Regions from separate parts of the Anser cygnoides genome. Here region 1 is linked to region 2. The links are chromatin contacts, called in public Hi-C maps. All regions are on one chromosome and are shown on one strand. The core of a region is the stretch at or near the end of the contact, and the rest is flanking DNA. Distances in the headings are between cores, read along the strand shown. Region 1 holds the start of FAHD1 (fumarylacetoacetate hydrolase domain containing 1). Region 2 holds the start of TRAF7 (TNF receptor associated factor 7).

Region 1 (5,901 bases), core at 3,183-5,682, 430 kb before region 2:
GCTTAACAGCACACCTGGTACCTGTGTGCAACCACTACCGGGTTTGAGAGCCACACCTGCATGCAAACACCCCAGCAACTCCGCAGAGGGCCCATCCCTCTTCAGGGAGTCGTTACAGATCAGGACACAAGGTCTCTGATCCTGCCAGGCTCAGTCCCATTTCCTCTTTTCTGCATAAGAGCAAACTAGGGGAGGGAACAAAATCGGGTCAGTAACTCTTGAAGTCAGGGAGAAGCTGTCTGTGCTCAGAAGCTCGGTGAAGCTTTATCTGTACATAGGAGAGGCCAGCATTTCCTGCCTTTCCCCAAGCCTGAGTCAGCCCGTGACTAACTCCCTCGTGTACGTGGCAGCCTGGAAGCACCTCCCAGGGAAGCAGCCCGCTCCTGGGGGCAGCAGACGGCATTACCTTCTGGGGCTGCACGGGATCAACTATTGCGGCCTCCTTCGTCTCCTCATCGATGAGGAGGTACATGTAGTTGTCTGTGAGAGCCGGGAGGAGCTCCACCTTCATGTCGGCTTGCGTGACCGTCTTCGACTTCCTCTGCTCGTGCTCTGTGTGCAGGAAGACAGCTCGCAGCCACACGGGACCTGGGGAGCCAAAAACAGCCAGACCTCAGGAGGGGAACGAGGGGGACACAGCACAGCAGGTCCTGCAGCCAGGGAGAAGGGCATGCACAGCCCAACCTGCCTCCTTCAGAGGAAGAGGAGAGCGGCTACCACGGGACAAAGCGTTAGTGCCTGGCTGTGTCACCCTGTGCCCCGCGGCATGGGAGGATCTTGGTGCTCTGCAGCTTCACAGAAGAGGGATGGGACTCTGCTCCTGGGGATGTACTCATGCAGGCAAAGCACTGTACCTCGACTGGAGAGATTTCAAGGGGCAGGAAAGCAGAACAGAGAGGGAGCGCTTGGACAAAGGTCAGCCGGGGACCATGACTTTGCAAAAAAAAAAAAAAAACAAACACAAAATGCCATGTTACAACCAAAAGGGGAAAAAAAAAAAAGGAGAAATATAGACACTGTTAGAACAGAAATACGTGGTGCATTAATTGGGGAAATCACTTCTTACGTAGCGCTACAGAGAGAGGGGAGGTACATGGAGGGCCAGGCTCCCTGTCTGGCAGATACCAGGCATGCACTGCAGGAAGGGTTCTCACTCACGGGCTACCTTGATGCAACAGCAGTGCTTCCCTATTTGCTTTTGGTTAAATGTTTAATCAGATCCAAGTAGTAAATCTGATTCCAGATGCAAATAACCTGTGCTCCATTTTTCCCCACTCTTTAACTCACAGATGCACAGTTCTTAAAGAAACAACCGAGTCATAAGAAGCTCTGACATAAAAAAAAGGAAGGAAAACAAAGACAACAAGGCCTTCCACTGCCAGCAATCCACAACCCAGGCCTGGGTCCATGCACATGCAGGGCGAGAGGCACGAGCCTCTACAAATCACACACCAGTTGTCTTTAACACCCAAGGCCCTCGCATGCCACTGAAGGTGCCTGCATTGCTCCGAATCGGGCTGGCTCAGCTCCTGGTTCATTTTGCACCACTGCCTCCAGCCCAACGCTTGGTGCTCAGTAACCTCCACGGGTGCCAAAGGGAGGGGTCACCATGCTCTAATCGGCCTGGCCCACTCTCGAAACAGGTCGGTCCTGATAAGAGGCAGCTTCAGGGAGCTGAGGCCCTGCAGGCTGCCTGCAGCCCACCCGGAGCTCCGGAGGCTGACGGACAAACAGCGCTGCAAGGCCAGGACCAAAGCTCCCAGCTGTGCGTGCCGCTGCAAAGCCAGGCACAGGGGTGGCAGCACCCCCAGGGCCCCTCCAGTACCACTGCCCTGGAACATCTTCCCCTTCTGCATCCACTACCTCACCTGCTTGTACTGGAAAGGAGGCATGGAGGGGAGATGGTAGTAAAATTAAATGCAAAAAAAAAATAATCCCAAGGCACAACAGTGTAGGCATGCTCTGGGTATTTGATATGGAAGGCACACAGTGTTAAAGAAAGCATCCATACCTGCCAAGTGGTCCTTAGGAGCAGAAAAGTCCTTTCAAAAAAAAAAAAAAAAAGAACAGAATAACAAATCCTTACTATTCCTTGATAGGAAAAAAAAAAAATTGCTCCTCAACTGCTCTAGCATAACATGGAGCGCTTTTCCTTTGGATGTAATCACTCACAAGAGCTACGTTTACTGTATGTTTGTTTGCACAGTAGATGCCAACTGGAAAATAAAAAAAAAAAAATCAAAAGAAAACACAACCCTAGCTTGAACTCAAAGGAATTATTCACATAGTTAAAATGCTTTCTTCCTATGAACCGTTTTTAACCTTGGCCGTGATCCTGAAGACTCTTTGCATGTTTAGCTCACAATTCGTGCACAACAAACAAACAAACTACACCACATACGGAAACGTTTTCTGAGATGCGATTTGAACAAAGGAAGGAGAAAGCATCCATGCAACGTGAAACTCATTCTGATCCCCATCTGCAGCTGAGCTGCACCTCTGCAGCCTGCCCGTCGGACGAGCAGACCAAAAGCCCTCACGCACACCCAGCACCGCTCGGAGGAGAGGAGCAGGCTCAGCCCCGGCTCTGCTCACGCCAGACCCCCAGGCAGTTCCTAACCCCTGCCCTGGCCCTGCACCTAACGAAACGCTCTCGTTTCGAGATCACTGTGCTGCGCGCAGGGCTACTCCAAAATCAAGGTCCGGTAATTTCATTTTCGCTCGTTCTGCGCCACATCCCCGCTGGCTCGATGCCTGAAGCAGAGGTGACAGGGGCTCGCGGAGCAGCAGAGGCCTCTGGATCGCACGCTTGGTGTTGCGGAACGGCTCGTCAGCGCGGCCCGACTCGCCGAGAGGAAGGGTTCGCACATGGGAAGCATTAATGTTACCGCATGCACGCTCGAGGTTAGGGGCAAGCAGGCAGCAGCGCAGTTTAATAATAGGTTACTGCAGCGAAGGGGTGCTTTATACATTTTCTCCACGGTATTTTTGTTTTACTCTTTTTTTAATTACAGCAAAGAGTGGAAAATTGCTCTTTCAAATGTAGCTGTCACAGACACGAAAGTGACCGCCCATGCATCCCCAGACGTACATCCCTGCGTTGCCACATAATTAGAAACACCACGTTCACTTTTTTTTATGTGCTCTGCACGCAGATATTTTTGGACACCGGGCGAGCCCGTGTTGGCTGCACACCCCCGGGGAACGGCGGCTCGCCTTGCCCCTGCTCCCCGCCAGCAGCCAGCCCGGGGACCCGTGCACACCCTGCAGTGGGGAAATTCGGTCTGCCAGCCCCTCGGTTTGCTTGTTCCCAAGATAGCATCAGGGTTTCCAAGCCGGGCAGTAACTCCCAAGGATTTTTGCTCACGAAGGCCAGGTCTTAAAGCTGGAGTGATGCAAAAGGCCTCTGGCAAGACTCGCCCGAGACACTGTCAAGCCCCAGCCCAAGCTCCAGTTCAAAGAGACGCTTTCAGAATTCAGGCCGCAAATTTAAATGCACAGCCCAGGCTTTTTTTTTTTTTTTTTTTTTTAAAAAACGTTACCGATACAATTTCGCGTTGAGCTCAGGTTAAAATTCCAGCTCCCAGCCCGCTGTCCCCCAGAGCCATAACCAGCACCCGTGGCAGTCCAGAAACTCCAGGAGCCCTGAGATCAGTTATCAGTGGGGAGAAGAAAAAAAAGAAAAAAAAGAAAAAAAACAAAAAGAAAACCAACCACCACCAGAGACAGGCTCCAGCTAAGCAGATACTGACCTACTTGGGGCTGTGAGTCAGCTTAAAAAGCTCTGCGCACCCCTGAGTGGGCAAAGGAGAAGAGAAACCATCGTCAAACTCGGCAGCTCGCCGGGGCTGGGGGGGGTCCGCAGGCGCCCACGTCCCCCCGGGGCCGGCTGCGGGGCCGCTGCGCCCCCCAGGCCGCCAGCCCAGCCCCGGAGCAAGGGGGACCCCCCCCGGAGGAAGGGACCCCCGGGAGTAAGGGGACCCCCCCGAGCAAGGGGAACCCCCCGGAGGCAGGGGGACCCCCCGGCCGCCCCCCTCCCGAGGGCAGCCCCCGGCCGCCCCCCGCTCCGTGCCCGCCGGGGCAGGTGGGCTCCGGGCGAGCCTCCCTCCCCACGTACCGGCTCGGAGCAGGGCCCCAGCTCGCAGGGCGGTGCCGAGGCTCCGCCAGCCCCCGCCGCGCATGGTGCAGGCCCGGCCCGGTTACCTTCGCTCCCCGCCCCGGGAGGCGGCGGCGGCGGCGGCAGCCCCGGCCCCGGCCCCGGCCCCGGCGTACAACGGGGGCGGCGCTGCTCCCACCCGGCCGCCGCCCGCCTCCTCCTTGCACGCCCGGGCCAGGCCCTTTTTTTTTTTTTTTTTTTCCTTTTTTTTTTCCCCAACCGAGCCGTTTGCCAACCCCCGTGGAGGGGCTGGGTAAGGAGGCGGGGGGGGGGGGGGTAGGCGGCCTGTCCTTGGGAGGGAGCAGGCAGGGGAAGGAAGGAAGGAAGGAAGGAAGGAAGGAAGGAAGGAAGGAGGGAGGTCGGAGCTCGCCGTTGCAGGCAGGGTTTGCGCCTCCGGGCCCGGCAAGGACACCCCAAGGGCATCCCGGTGAAGGAGCCGCCGAGCCCATGGCCTCCTCCCGGCCCCTGGCCCGCTTCTGGGAGTGGGGCAGGAACATCGTGTGCGTGGGGCGCAACTACGCCGAGCACGCCAAGGAGATGGGGAGCGCGCCGCCCTCAGAGCCCCTCTTCTTCCTCAAGCCCTCCTCCGCCTACCTGCGGGAAGGATCCCCCATTCTCCGGCCTTACTACTGCGACAGCCTGCACCACGAAGTGGAGCTGGGGGTGGTGATCGGGAAGAGAGCCCAGGCCGTGACCCAGCAGGCTGCTATGGAGCATGTGGCAGGCTACGCCCTGTGCTTGGACATGACCGCCAGGGACACCCAGGAAGAGTGTAAAAAGAAGGGTTTGCCCTGGACCTTGGCCAAGGCCTTCAACACGTCCTGCCCGGTCAGTGAATTTGTGCCCAAGGAGAAGATCCCGGACCCTCACAAGCTGAAGATCTGGCTCAAGGTGAATGGAAAGCTGAGGCAGGAGGGGGAGACCTCCTCTATGATCTTCTCCATCCCCTACCTGATCAGCTACATCAGCGAAATTGTCACCCTGGAAGAAGGGGATTTGATTCTGACGGGGACTCCCGAAGGAGTTGGGTCTGTGCAAGTAAACGATGAGATAGAGGCTGGGATAAGCGACATCCTGACCATGCGGTTCAAGGTGGCACAGCAAACGCGGCGGTCCTAACCGAGAGCCCGGCTGGGACCCCTGTCTGTGTAGGAAAAGGCCTTTTGGGGAGTATCTGGTGAACGAAGAGACACACAAACTGTCCCGTGAATTAAATTTATATGGCCTAAGCATCTACTGGACTGTCAGTTGTCAAGGACACGTAGCGCATGAGCTCTGAAGACCTTTGGCCAAAACAACCCCATTTCCATGGAGGTTTCAGCCTCCTCCGAGGCTGTACAGCGGAGGCCAGGCCAGGAGTCCAACCCAGCGTGGGGCAGCTGGTTAATACCTAAACGGTACCTTGGAACTTTCTGTGCAGACTGTGCTGGGAGATGAACACAGGGCAGGAAATGCAGCAGCAAGACTCTCACTGTGTGTGTGCGCCCTTCTGTTCTATATATTGCCTTAAAATAAAAAATAAAAAGTGAAACATTAAAATGGTGATGTATGGAAAGTGCTCTGGGATCCTGGTAAGGACTGCAGCTCTCCCCTTGGTACCTGCTTGTTAGCAGGAAGGCTTCCATGTCCTGGCTCCCAGGTCTCCCATATACTTGGCTTCCTTGCACAGAGGTATTGAAGCAGCAAAAACGTACGTACACAACGAGAAATAAAAGTTTAACCTGAGGACTGGAATCCACCCAGGG
Region 2 (5,981 bases), core at 216-2,715:
CCAGGTACCCCCCTGCACCCACCAGGAATTCAAGGGACCCAGACTACAGCTGAGCTGCAGCACACATCGTACAACAGCTTCCTTCAATAATAGCAATGATTTGCTGTGTGCCCAGATGCAAAATTCTGTTAAGTCTATGGTTTTGTGCGTTATGCATAGAATTTGTAAAGAACAGAGACAAAACCAGAAGTCTTTTGAAAACTTTATTAAATCTGTAAGCTGTAGAACCAGCCCAATAGAGAACCCAAAGTGGGGATGCAGCAGCAAGCAGTTTGAAAGTTACAAGGCTGAGCTTGATTTGAGAATATGGAAATAACAAAGACCTGAACAACTTATTAAATTCAAAAAAAAAAGATTTAAATCATTCACCTACACAACCTAGCACTGTGAGGCCTGCTGCCTGTGAGTCCTTTTGTTTACCTGTACTACTGCATCCACTGCCTGCCATTACTTTTGCTGTAGGCTACCACGTGGCAGAGGAAAAAATAACTTTGATTTGTTTCACGGAATTCTGCAGCTGATGCTGTGTTCTTGAAAAACCGCACTGACTCTTTTAACTGTACAGCATGAAAAGCATCAGCTTCGCTGTTAGATACAGCAACCCCAGAAGAGTTTTTTAACCGTACTCGGGTGCATCCCTTGCTGTGTTCTCAGCCTGACGCCTACGTTACGCCCGGGGTCGCAGCTACACGAGGCGCACCAGGCCGTTACTCCAGCCCGGTTTCACTTGCCCCAAAGCGCCTCGTGGCCCCGCACAGCTGCAGCTTCCCGAGCCGGCTCAGGAGCAGCAGGTCACCGCACACGTGTGCGCCTCACCGCCCGGAACTCCACGGCGACCGCCGGGCCCTCAGGCCTCCCTTCCCGTGCCGCCGTTGCGGTGCGGGTCCCGCCGGCCCTGCGGAGAGAAGGCGGCGCGGTGAGAGCAGCCCGCCGCGCCCCGCGCCGCCCGGCCCGCCGCTCCCTCGAGCCTCAGCCGCGATGCGTCAGCAGGGGCCGCGGCCGCCCGCCGCCCTCAGACGAGGTGTCAGAAAGGATCGGATCATCCCCGGCTCGCCCAGGCCCGGCCCCGTGTGGCGGTCCCGGCCCCGCCGCCCCCCTCGCCGCCCACCCCTCACCTACCTCTCCGCCGGAAAGGACGAAGTGCGCCCCCGCCAGGCTATTTATAACCACCACAACGCTGCTATTGGCCAGACTGCCTGCGGGCTCAGCCAATCGCCAGCAGTTGGGGTGATCGCCCTCACCCCTCTGCCGGCGCTCATTGGCTGCCGCTCCTCCTCTCCCCAGTGGCGCGGTGCGGGCCGAGGCGCGGTTCGGCGCCGCCCGATTGGCCCCCGGAGGAGGCCGAGCGAAGCCAGTAGCGACAGCGATTGTAACACCGACCGACCGCGGACGCGCCAATCAGCGCTGGGCCGCGCGGGCCGCTGGGAGCTGTAGTCCCGGCGTCTCGGAGGCGCGGTGAGGAGCGGGCGAAGGTCGGAGCGCGGGACTACAAATCCCGAGGAGCACCGAGAGCGGCGCTTCCGGCCCGGGCGGCAGCGGGGCCGCGGGACGAGTGGGGGCAGGCCCGGGGCCGCGATGTGCCGGGGCCGGGTGCCGCAGCTCCGGCCGCCGCCGCTGCCAGGTACGGGGCGGGGCGGGGCGGCGGGGCCGGGCCGGGCCTCGCGCTCCGGGCTCGGGCCTGGGGCAGCGGCGGGGGTTCGCCGGGCGGTGGTGCCAGGCCCGCTGGTTGTGGCCCCCCCCACACCCGGTGCCCCGTGAGGGCCGCTGGGCCGGCAGCGGCTGCTCCTGCACCGGCAGCGCCGGCGGGTGCCCGGGTTCAGCCCCGGCAGGCCGAGCTCGGCTCCTTTGCAGCCGCCCCGAGCGCTCCGTGCTGCCGGTAGGGGGCTGCGGGGCCCGGTGCGGGGTGCTCGGTCTGCGGAGGGCCGGGTGAGCCGGGGTGGGGGGGGGGCTCCGGGAAGCCCCTGCGGGAGAGGGGCGTGAGGTGGGGCCGTCCCCCACGGGCCCTGCGTAGCTCCCCGGGGGCCGCGCGAGGCGCGGCGGCAGCTCGGGGGAAGGGCTGTGCGGGTAACCCTGCCGGGGGCTGCCCGCCCTGCTCCGGGCCTGGGCGCCCCGCGCTGCGTCTGTGCGGCTCCCCGGCCGGAGCCCTTCGGCAGGGCTCTCCTGCCGGCTGTTTGACACGGCTCCACTCGTCGCTGCCACCGCGAATCGCTGCCTTCCGCCGCTGCAAGCGGCAGTGCCGGGGGCACCCCCAGAATCCGGGGCTGCATCATGTCAGCGCTGCACAGACGCCCACTGACTGCGAGCCCAAAGGGAGCACGCAGAACGCACAGCTCTGCCCTCGCTGCACAGCTGGAGGAGCGGGACATCAAAGGGCTTGGGGATTTCCCAAGGGTCACGCAGGAAACTGTAGGATCAGGGCACTGCTCTGCAGCCTGCTGACCCCGAAGTCACCGTGGGTGCAGCGTGAGAAAGCCCAGGGTAAATCCAGCCACGACAACACAAAGCTCCCGCGTTGTGGTTTCACAGAATCATTAGGGTTGGACGAGCCCTCCAAGATCATCTGGTCCAACTGTCCCCCTGCCACCAATGTCACCCCCTAATCCACGTCCCCAGGCACCACGTCCAGCCTTCCCTTGAATGCCCCCAGGGACGGTGACGCCACCCCCTCCCTGGGCAACGCATTCCGGTGCCTGCCTGCTTTGGTTCAGCGCAGCAGGCGGCAGGAGATCGCTTGCAGGTGAAGCCGCCGGCAGGAAGGAAAGTTCCGTGACGGGGGAGGTTCAGTTGTACCACGCAGCACTGGGAGACCTAAGCCGGGCTGGAGGGACCAGGGCGTTGGGTCGGGGAGTGAATGCGGGCAGCTTTGCTGACCCGGGCTGCGAGGAGGGAGGGCTGCGCGCTCTGGGATGTCGCTCCTGCAGTGTGACCGTGTTTGTGCCTGCTGTGCCCCGTGAGGAGCTGCTCTGGGTGCACGGCGCCCTGCTGCGTGGGGCAGGGCGGGCACACGGCGCCCTGCTGCGTGGGCAGGTGTCCGGCAGCACCCCCCCGCCTTGCAGGCCTGTCTCCCAGGCTGGCCCCGCTCCCTGCCCCAGGAAGGCTTTTCCTTTCCGCGGCAGCTCTGTGCTAACTGGTTTTCCCCGGGGTGCCTCCGCAAGCACAGACCGCGTTGCTGCTTTTTAGGCCGCTTGATATTCGGCGTTACGAATAGCTCGGGAACTATCTAAGGAGGGCGAGAAACTTGAATTCCCTGAAAAGCGAGAGGTGGACGAGCCCGTCCCTGCGGATTCCTCGGGTCCAAGGCACAAGGCCGCGTGCAGCAGGAGGGCTGGTTTCTCTTAACTATCCCAAACCCCCCCCCCCAGCCCGTGAGCGGCCCGGCAGAGCGGCGAGGCGGCGCGGGGATCGGCTGCGCGGGGCTTTTCTGGCTGGCTGGGCAAGTCCCCGCTGCTCCGCGTGCCTTTCTGCTTACCTCACCGGGAGCCGCGCGCAGACAGCGCAGGGGACGTTTTGGCCGGGGGAAGCTGCCCGCAGCTGCGGGGCTTGGTGCTGGCGGCGGCTCCGGGCCCCGCCGCCCCGTGCCGGTGCGGGCAGGCAGCGGTGAGCGCTGCGGGCAGCGGGGCCCTGCCAGCCGGCCCGGGCTGCCTGCCTCCCTCGGGGCCGCCGATGGCAGCGGTGGGGGAACCGAGCAGTTCTCACACCCCTGCTTAGGTCGGAGTGAGGGCAGCAGGTACCCGAGGTCTGGCGCCGGGTTAGAAGCGGTGCCTGCAGCTAGCTGGAGCTGCCCTGTGCTCCCGTTGTGATCCTGAGCGCGTCCCGAGGCTGTGTGACGGTGACCCCAGCAAGTGCTCTCTGGGGTTGTTCCCGGTGGTTTCAGAAAGGTGAAATCCTCAGGGTTCGCAGAGGGAAGGTTTGGGAGAAGAGGCAGGGCCTCGCGCCCCCTCTGCCTTGCACCTGAGGCCGTTGTGGCCGCAGCACGGCTGCTGACTGCGCGCCGGGAGGGATTTAAACAGGACCTTCCTGGCGTGATGGCAGGGGGCTGCGGGGCGCTGGAGGGTGCTTGTGTGTGAAACTGGGCAGGGGGTGTGCTGTGGTGGAAGGGGCAACATCCATTTCTTCAGGAATCAAGGATTCGGTGCTCGTTTGTCTGGGACCTGACATCACTGCTTTGACCATCCTTTGCCCGGCTCACCTGGTAGCCGTGAAGCACGGCGGTGCCTGTCCCTCGCAGTGGGTCGCAGCTCTATGGACTGGGCTCTCCTGCTTGTTCTCAGTCAGAAACTGTACACACAGAACAAAAATGCACAAAAAAAGTCTTTTATTTGTAAAGAAGCTGATGCGTTTCAGACGGATCCCTAGGGTGGTCTGGTTGCACCCAGAGGGCAGATGAGCACGGCGCGAAGTGTCAGAGCCTGGGAAGGCGTCTGGGGAGGGCAGGGGAAGGGAACGGTGCGCATCCCTCTGGCCCGTGTCCTACAGGTCAGGCTAGGTGCTCGTAGTCGTCGTCATCACGGTGCTCTGTAAATGCTGGTACCGAACTCCACGAGCACTTCGGAAATGAATGCTGTTTCCACCAGAGGCACTGACCAGGAGGGCTGCAGCGACTGTCCCGGGGCTGCCTCTAAAGCCCTGGTGTTTGAGCTCGTGAATCTTGCCCCGTTTGTGCTTCGGTCGGAGACCTTCCCTGGCAGGTTGCGGTGGCCCATGGGAATCACGGGTGGGAAATGGGGGCAACGCCTCGTGCTGCAGAAGAACGAGGCGGAAAGAGCCTGCCCGAAGTGGACCCGGACGTTCCCTGCTACCCCCCCTGGAAGAGCCCTGCACCTGCAGGAGCTGGGGAGGTGGCCGAGGAGGTGGGTGTAGTCCCCGAGCCCACGCAGCCTGCGCTCAGCCCCTGCCATGCCCTTGTCCTGCCGAGCCGGGCTGTCGGGGCAGCTCAGCTCATCTTGTGTAATAACATTTCCCCGGTGATGTGCCAGCCCTCTGCGGGATGTGTAACCCTCGCGGTTCTGCCTGCGGTGTCGTAAGAGGAACGGAAACTTGTGCCTTTCCCCGTGAATATCCACCCCGCGAAGCCGGGAGGGTCGCGTCGCCCGGCCGCTTCCCAGGCAGCACAGAGCAGCCTGTCCGTGCCTGCCCGTCCCGCCAGGCCCTGCAAGGTACGCTCTGCCGGCCCAGCGCCTCCGCGGGGGTGAGCGGCCTCGCTCAGAGGCAGCGCCGGTGAGCCGAGGGAGGAAGAAAGGAGAGACCGAAGCAGACGCAGGGCCCGTAGCTGGGCTTTGTGGGCCGTCGGTTGCGCAAGGCTGGGACGTTGGCAGGTTTCTCAGCTTTGCAGCGGGGCGTTGCGCCTGGCAGCCGCTCCCCTGGGGCGCGGTGTTTTCCCTGAGAGCGTCCAGTGCCCTGCTGCCGCCTCCCCCCGGGGCACGGAGCCCAGCACTGCTGCTGTGCCCGTGGCAGCGAGGTTCCCGCGTCAGGAGCCGGCTCCAGAACCAGGACGAGGCAGCTTGCGTGGTCTTTGTGGAGGACACGAGCCCTGCCATCCCTGCGTCTCACGCCACGTCTCCCCCCGAAGCCTTGGCCGTGTCCCTGAGGTTGGTTGCGAGGACCTGCCGGGCGCTGGGAGCGGCCGGGCGAGCGGGTGCTCGGGGCGATGCCCCGCAGCCGGAGGGGCCAGCAGCAGCCCCACCAGCACCCTCCTTCAGCCCGGCTGCCCCCGCCGTTCCCCTCCCCGCTCCAAGGCGTGCCGCCGGGCTTGGCGGCAGCGGGAGGCAGCCGGCAGAGAACTGCCTCGCTGCTGGCTTTCCTGGCTTCTGCAGCGGGGGGAAAAAGAGTGCTGCTTTCCCCAGCTGTCCGCAGGCAGTGGTGGTTGGGTTTTTCCTTCCCTGCCTTACTAAACGAGGGGTTTTAAGGCTTTTCTTCTCGCTGAGTCTCCAGAGCCCGAGCTGATCGCTGCGGTGCGGAAGGGCTGAAACCTGGCCCTTCCC

What was found. Hi-C and Micro-C count contacts between places; a contact is called where the count stands out from the background.
Region 1: a Hi-C map of liver shows a contact between it and region 2, with 10 times the contacts expected there. The contact joins the promoter of FAHD1 here to the promoter of TRAF7 in region 2. A contact is called at or near these places in 2 of 7 Hi-C or Micro-C datasets (both in liver).

Annotation. Positions count from the first base shown.
Region 1 is chr15:1,844,675-1,850,575 of Taihu_goose_T2T_genome, reverse strand. It overlaps FAHD1 (fumarylacetoacetate hydrolase domain containing 1), which reads left to right and starts at 4,432. Exons shown (of 1, transcript XM_013174962.3): 1 at 4,432-5,695. The coding sequence starts at 4,604. The coding sequence ends at 5,275. HAGH (hydroxyacylglutathione hydrolase) reads right to left here and starts at 4,769. Exons shown (of 11, transcript XM_066977548.1): 1 at 4,751-4,769; 2 at 3,753-3,794; 3 at 2,012-2,042; 4 at 407-588. The coding sequence starts at 511.
Region 2 is chr15:1,416,603-1,422,583 of Taihu_goose_T2T_genome, reverse strand. It overlaps TRAF7 (TNF receptor associated factor 7), which reads left to right and starts at 1,465. Exons shown (of 21, transcript XM_066977355.1): 1 at 1,465-1,621. It overlaps LOC125183298 (small nucleolar RNA SNORD60), which reads right to left and starts at 1,051; the gene lies at 965-1,051.